Regions from separate parts of the Mus musculus genome. Here region 1 is linked to region 2. A link is a contact called in public Micro-C data. All regions are on one chromosome and are shown on one strand. Each heading gives the region's core, a stretch centred on a gene start, on an enhancer-like site or on the middle of the called end of the contact. The rest is flanking DNA. Distances are from core to core; before and after follow the strand shown.

Evidence for each region. Hi-C and Micro-C count contacts between places; a contact is called where the count stands out from the background.
Region 1: a Micro-C map of the G1E-ER4 cell line shows a contact between it and region 2, with 2.0 times the contacts expected there. The contact joins two enhancer-like sites. A contact is called at or near these places in 5 of 484 Hi-C or Micro-C datasets (CD8 T cells, the G1E-ER4 cell line, centroblasts and 2 more) and 2 of 115 datasets of contacts at active chromatin or transcription factors (both in embryonic stem cells).

The regions. Positions count from the first base shown.
Region 1 is chr1:37,000,207-37,003,349 of GRCm38.p6, reverse strand. No RefSeq gene overlaps it. Among named protein-coding and RNA genes, the nearest start is that of Vwa3b, 28 kb to the left of the region's middle. Within about 2 kb of position 1,474, at least 91 of the 459 cell types and tissues checked have an H3K27ac peak or open chromatin away from gene starts, as enhancers often do. A contact at or near this core is called in CD8 T cells, the G1E-ER4 cell line and embryonic stem cells, where this site is marked.
Region 2 is chr1:36,901,959-36,905,374 of GRCm38.p6, reverse strand. All of the region lies in intron 1 of Tmem131 (transmembrane protein 131), which reads left to right. Among named protein-coding and RNA genes, the nearest start is that of Tmem131, 36 kb to the left of the region's middle. Within about 2 kb of position 1,779, at least 54 of the 459 cell types and tissues checked have an H3K27ac peak or open chromatin away from gene starts, as enhancers often do. A contact at or near this core is called in CD8 T cells, the G1E-ER4 cell line and embryonic stem cells, where this site is marked.

The DNA of each region.
Region 1 (3,143 bases), core at 225-2,724, 98 kb before region 2:
ACAGGCTTATTGGGATAAGAAATTACCTGGGCTGGAGAGATGGCTCAGCGGTTAAGAGCACTGACTGCTCTTCCAGAAGTCCAGAGTTCAATTCCCAGCAAACACATGGTGGCTCACGACCATCTGTAATGGGATCCGATGCCCTCCTCTGGTGTGTCTGAAGACAGCTACAGTGTACTCATATAAATAAGATGTATAAATGTTTAAAAAAAAAAGGGGGAAGGAAGGAAGGGACGGAGGGAGGGATGGAGGAAGGGAGGGAGAGAGAGAGAAAGAAGAGAGAAAGAAAGAAAGAAAGAAAGAAAGAAAGAAAGAAAGAAAGAAAGAAAGAAAGAAAGAAAGAAAAGAAGGAAGGAAGGAAGGAAGGAAGGAAGGAAGGAAGGAAGGAAGGAAGGAAGGAAGGGAGGGAGGAAGGAACCACAACAGATGGGCATGGTGGTGCATAGCTGTAATCTTAGTACTCAGAAGGTTGAGGCAGGAGGATGCTAAACAGGGGGAGTACCTGGGCTATGTTCTAAGACTCCAGAGTTGGGGAGGATACACATCCATTACATTGCAAAGTGTCATCAGATTCAAGATGACTTATCCAAGGTCTCCATTTTTTTCCACTCCCCACTAACTAGTAAAAAAATGGGTTGATAAGGTCCAAGCCAAAAGGCATATTACTCAGAGGGAAACAGGCTGGCAGGGGTGCCATCTACTGGGCCAGCTTCCTGAACGCTGGGGTTATAGGGCTAAACTATTAGGCCAGGCTTTTTCTGTTTCCTTTCTTTTTGTATGAACTTTTATTTAATTTATTAAACAGTCTTAAAAAGTTTCCACTATGGTCTTTTAAAGACCTTATCAGAAAGCATTACCATTTTTGCTTTCCTTATCAAAAGTTACTCAAGATCAGAAGGGAAGATAGACTAGATGACGTTTTGTTTTGGTTTAGTTTTTCGAGATATTGTTTCCTCTGTGTAGCCCTGGCTGTCTTGGAACTCATTCTGTAGACCAGGCTGGGCTTGAACTCAGAGATCTGCCTGCCTTTCCCTCCCAAGTGCTGGGATTAAAAATGTGTGCCACCACTGCCCAGTCCTGAGTTCCTTATTTTTCCTGCCTTTCTACAGTTTCTTCTTCTTCAATTCCTTTTTGTGTAGAGAACTTCCTTTAGTCATTATTTGGGGATCCGTCTGCTGGTGACAAGTTTCTTTACCTTCCCTTTATCTGCGGATGCCTTGGTCCTTTGATTTTATACACTGTTCGCACCAGATAAAAGATTCCAAGCTGAGTTCTTCTTTCAGCTATGAACAAGGTTCGTGCCTCCGTGTTTTCTGATGAGTGCTCTCTTGTTATTAAAGTTCTTTTCACCCACAGAGAAAATCTTTCTGATTTTTTTTCCCCAGATTGTTTTCCTTCTCTTTGTTACCCTTCAGACCCTGGACAAGGGGCTGAGGTATTTTACGTATCAAAGCAGACCTGGCCTCCAGGCTCTCCCAGCATCCCTCAGTCCCTTCCTGGCATATCCTGCTCCCAACCCTGAACTTTCCAGATCAGGGGCTGAGCTGCCTTCCCCCACCCCCCCAGGCACTCTTCCCTACATAATCCAGAGGTGTTGTTCTTCTTCTCTCTCTCTCTCCCTTCCCTCTCTCTGTCTTTCTCTCTTCCCTCTCCCCCCCCCTCTCTCCCTCTCCATTTGTAACTTCCCTGACCTCCGTCCTTGTGACCATTGAACTTGCCCGAAAGCAGCTTCCCAATAAACCTGCTTTATTTATTATTTATAGTAAACCTGTTTACTATACTCTAATCTGGTTTTAACTGGCTCATTACTAAATGGAGAGATAACTTATCACTCTTTAGTCTTCAGACATTTCCTCATGCCTGTGGGATGCTGCCTGCCTCCTCCTCCCCCTCTTCATCTTCCTCCTCCTTCCTCTTCCTCACTTTCCTCCTCCTTCATCTTCTTCCTCCTCCCCCTTCTTCTGCTCCTTCCTCTTCTTTATCTTCCTCCTTCTCCTCCTCCTTCTTCCTCCTCTGCCCCTCTTCCTTTCTCTCTCTCTTCCTGCTGTTTCTTATTAGTGGTTTTGGTTTGTTTTTTTGTTTTGTTTTTTTAAGCCTTAATTCCCTTTGTTGTATTCTTGGTATCTTTCTTTTGTGTCTTTAGGTGACTTGTCAAGTCTGAGGAGTATTTCAGTCCCTACATCTTCTAGCATCTTTTTTTTTTTTTTTTTTAATTCTACGCTCTTTCTCTATTTTCTCGAGACAAGTATTAGGTCTTTTGTCACAGGAAAATAAATGCTACGATCTAGTCAACACTAAATTTTTTTTCTTTTGAAATTATAATTTAACTACAGCATTCATCCCTTTTCTTTCCTCCCTCCAAACCTTCCTCACTCTCCTTCAAACCCATGCTCCCTCTGTGTGTGTGTGTGTGTGTGTGTGTTATTGCATGCATATATGTGTACAGAAATCCGTACACTTACTTGTTGAAGTTGGGTCGTTTCTGTTGTTCTAGCTTTGTAGTCTCTCATTCTCTCTCCGGCTTCTTCCTTTTACTGAGCTTGCCTGTTGTAGTTTCCAGTTGTTACACTGTCCAGTTCTAAAATGTCCACTTCTTTCTTTACATCTTTCTTATGCTCTAATCATGTGTATATGTGGGAGGAGAGGTATGCATGTGAGTGCAGGGACCCACAAGGCCAGGGCCATAAGATCCCCTGGAGCTGGAGTGACAGGTGTTGTGAGCCTCAAACATGGCTGCTAGGACCTCTCTGCAAGAGCAACAAGCACCCTTCTCTCCAGCCCCTCCACATAGTTCTTTGTGGTTCCCGTTTCTTTACTAGAATGTCGGTTGGTTTCATTTTCAAGCACATTCATAACATTTGTTGGTTCCGGTTTCTTTGTCATTGTAGATGCTTTAAATCTTCATCAGATGACCTCCGTGGCTGTCACCTTAGGGCTGGAATTTATTCGTCATTTTGAAATTTCCTTTGTGAGCTTTCAGGTTCCTGTTACAATGGGTGATTTTTCTATTGTATCTCATACATCTTGAGCACTGCTCTATGAGATTTTGAGTCTCATTTAAAATTTATTTTACTTGCTTCTTTTGATATTATTCTATCAGAAAAAAAAAAAAAAGAGTGGCTATGCCATTACTGCCAGGTGAA
Region 2 (3,416 bases), core at 530-3,029:
GCCCCACTGGCTAGCTGGGCCAGCAAGAGCTGTAGCCTGCTCTTCTGCCCTCATGCCCTCAGGGCCAGCATACCCACTTCCCCCACCACCAGGGTCAGCTCTACTGTGCTGCCCAGTGAGATTCGGGGTTCATTCTCCCAAGGGCTGCTACCATTGACGGGTGGGACCAAAAAGTTTATTATTACTGTAACAGTTGTGGTAGCAGTAAGGACACTAGTCACCTTTGTAACCAGCACTTCTCACATGGCATACTTAAGTGAATCTACTGCACCTTGATATGCCTTGTAAAAACACATGTAGCTATCTAGTGTTAGATTTTTTTTATGTCTACATAAGTGCCTTTTCTTTTTGTAAATGTTTTTTTCTTCCCCTATCTTTCCCTGTTCCCCCCTTCTGTAGCAAGAATTTGTAATCCTCCCCTTCAGCCTCCAGAGTGTCGGGAATTACAGGTGTGTTATACTATTACACCTGGTCTAAGCTTGTTTGGAATAATTTCAAACGTTAGAAGTGTATGGGGAGGAGCATGCTGGGCAAGTAGATGACCACAGTTGGCAGTTCCCTTAGCGGCTTTGTTTGCGCCTCACTTCCCTCACCACACATGCAGGCAGTATTGACAGATTGTATGGGCTGTGGGCTTGGTGAGCTGTGCCTTGCCAGCATGAGACTATAAGTCACTCACTCCCCAGCACTCATGTAAGAAAGCCAGGCACAGTGACACACGCTTGTGATCCCAGCACCAGAGAGGCAGAGGCAGATCTGGAGCTCATTGCCAACCTGGCTTATTTGGTGGGCTCCAGGCCAACGAGAGAACCTGTCTCAACAACAAACACCCAAGGTGCATGTCTCCCGAGGCACACCATCTGAGGCTGGCCTCTGGCTTGCATGTACATGCAGACAAACCCATACAAAAAGAATTTTTACACATAAAAGAGCTGTTAAGTATGAAGTTCTGGGATATACATTATCTTACCCCATGCTTATATAGTATTGAAATGCAATTAAGGTAGATTTTATAGAAAAGATTTAGAAAACAGAACAAAACCTGGTGCTGTCCTTTTGTTGTTGACTTAAAATTTTGAGAGGCTTGCGCTGCCACTCAGTGGTAAAGAGCTTGCCTAACAGGGGCATGGTCTTTAGTTTGAAACTCACCACCAAACAATGTCATCCCACCCACCCTCTCTCGAGATCAAACAGAACTTCCTTACACATACTTGTAATCCCAGCACTTGAGAGGTTGAGGCCCGAAGATCATGATTTCAAGGCCAGCTTAATCTACAAGATGAGCTCTTTCTTAAAACAAAAAAGCAAAACAAGCAAACAAAAACAAAACCCCAAGGGCCAGTGATGTAGTCCAAAGGCAAAGCGAGCTGGATTCGCTCTACCTCTTGGGTTCTGGTCGCCTGCTCCCAGAGAGCCACTTCCTTGATGAAAAGTTGCTGCAGTGTGTATGCCCGGGCAGGTGCAGTGTGTATGCCCGGGCAGGTGCAGTGTGTATGCCCGGGCAGGCTGTGCTTACAGGGGTTTGCTTTCTGACCTTGGCTTTTTTCAGGGTTCATATATTCTCTTTTTACTCATGGTCTTGTTTTAAAATGGAGAGCAGTACAAGGGGGTGGGAGTCGTGGGTGGAGTGTGTGTGTGTGTGTGTGTGTGTGTGTGTGTGTGCGCGCGCGCGCGCGTGTGCCTGTATTGTTTTGAGACAGGGTCTGTAGGCCTGGGTGGACTAGAACTCATCCTCACCATGTAGAGCAGGCTGGCTTCTCTACCCATTCCTCTGCCGAGATTACCAGTGTCTGGCACTGTGCCCCATGACTGTGTTGTCAAGGCTCTCATTTGTACCAGTGGGAGGATCCCCTCCAGCCCTGAGCTCACACTGTTTCTTCTGGTTCTTCTGCATCCTTCAGCACTTGTGATGTTCTCAGCTTCAGCCTCTGGTCCTCTTGCTGTTGTGGCTTCCAGGGCTCTGCTGCACAGCCAAGCTTGTGTAAACTGCAAAACTAAACTTTTATTTCCTTAAAAGACAATGATTATTTGTGTTTCTTAAAAATGAAATGGTCAGAAGATTTAAAGTTCTGGAAGGCCTATGATGTCATGTTGGAGTTACAGCAGGTGATGGGCATCAACAAAAGCTCTGTACTGCCTGAGGGCCTCCTGCTCACCACCTCTGTTCTCAGGCCTGGCCTCATAGGGCTCTGCAGGGTCTAGGGAGACATAGGAATACGCTCGCAGCCATCCTCGGTCAGGGGAGCTGTGTGCTTTGAGAATTATTCCCAGGGTCCGTTTGGAGCCAGCTCTCTGCAGGTAACAGGGATGTGTGTGCGGAGGAACAGCAGCCAGGCTCTCTCTCTGCCTCCTTTTTAGGCTTGTTGCTGTGTCGCAGTGTTTTACACCAGCAAAACAAGGCTCAGTCTTTAGTAAAAATGTCAGAAACTTTTCCCTAATAGTTATTTGCCCTACAGGATGAAATCGGTTTAGATTAAAAGCAAACCTGAAACACCTTGATCTCTCTGACCAATGTTCCTAGGGTCCAAACTTTCTATAGATAGACAGCTCTGTGTCAGATCAAAGCTGTCCAGGTGGAGCCTCACAGGGACTCAGCGTACAGGTCACGTAGACAGCTCTTTGGAAGTGAACCTTTGAAGGCCTGCCAGGCCTTCCTGCCTCCCTGGTGACTGCCAGGCTGGTTCCCACTGTGGAGGTGACTGGTGATAGAGTTGCCACAAAGCCAGAGAGAAGAGAATGGGAGAGGAGCCAGGTAAATGCCACCAGTTCCGCTGGGTATTTTTGGTGTCTTTTAGAATGTGAGCCAGCACTCTTTCAATTGTTGGTCGCTTTTTGTGAAAGAAAGGCTTTCCAGAGCTCTTCAATGATACCATTTTCATACTCGCATCAAACCTTTTGAAAGTCAAAAAATACTGTCAAGTTAGTCTGTGTGTACAGAAAGCTGTCCTGAGATTTTCATAGGATCTAATGAAAAGATTGGACATATTTACATTTCTCAGCCAATGAGTATGGCATGTTTGCCCATTTAGACCTTTTATTTGTTTGTTTTGTTTTGTTTTGTTTTGTTTTGTTTTTTCGAGACAGGGTTTCTCTGTGTAGCCCTGGCTGTCCTGGAACTCACTCTGTAGACCAGAAATCCACCTGCCTCTGCCTCCCAAGTGCTGGGATTAAAGGTGTGCGCCACCACTCCAGGCAGTCCATTTAGACTTTTTAAAAGTATTTTTCCATCGGAAAATATTTTCTAAACTTGTTTGGTTTCTTGCATGTAGATAGTGCCCTTCAGTTTCTTTCAGCCCCTGTCGTCATTGCTCTCGTCCACCCCTTGCAGGTCCCGCCAAACTCTTTCCTCCTAGCAAGGCCGTTGTCTCCCACTCCCCGCCCGCCATGCCCATGCCCACGTGCACCATATCTTGTTG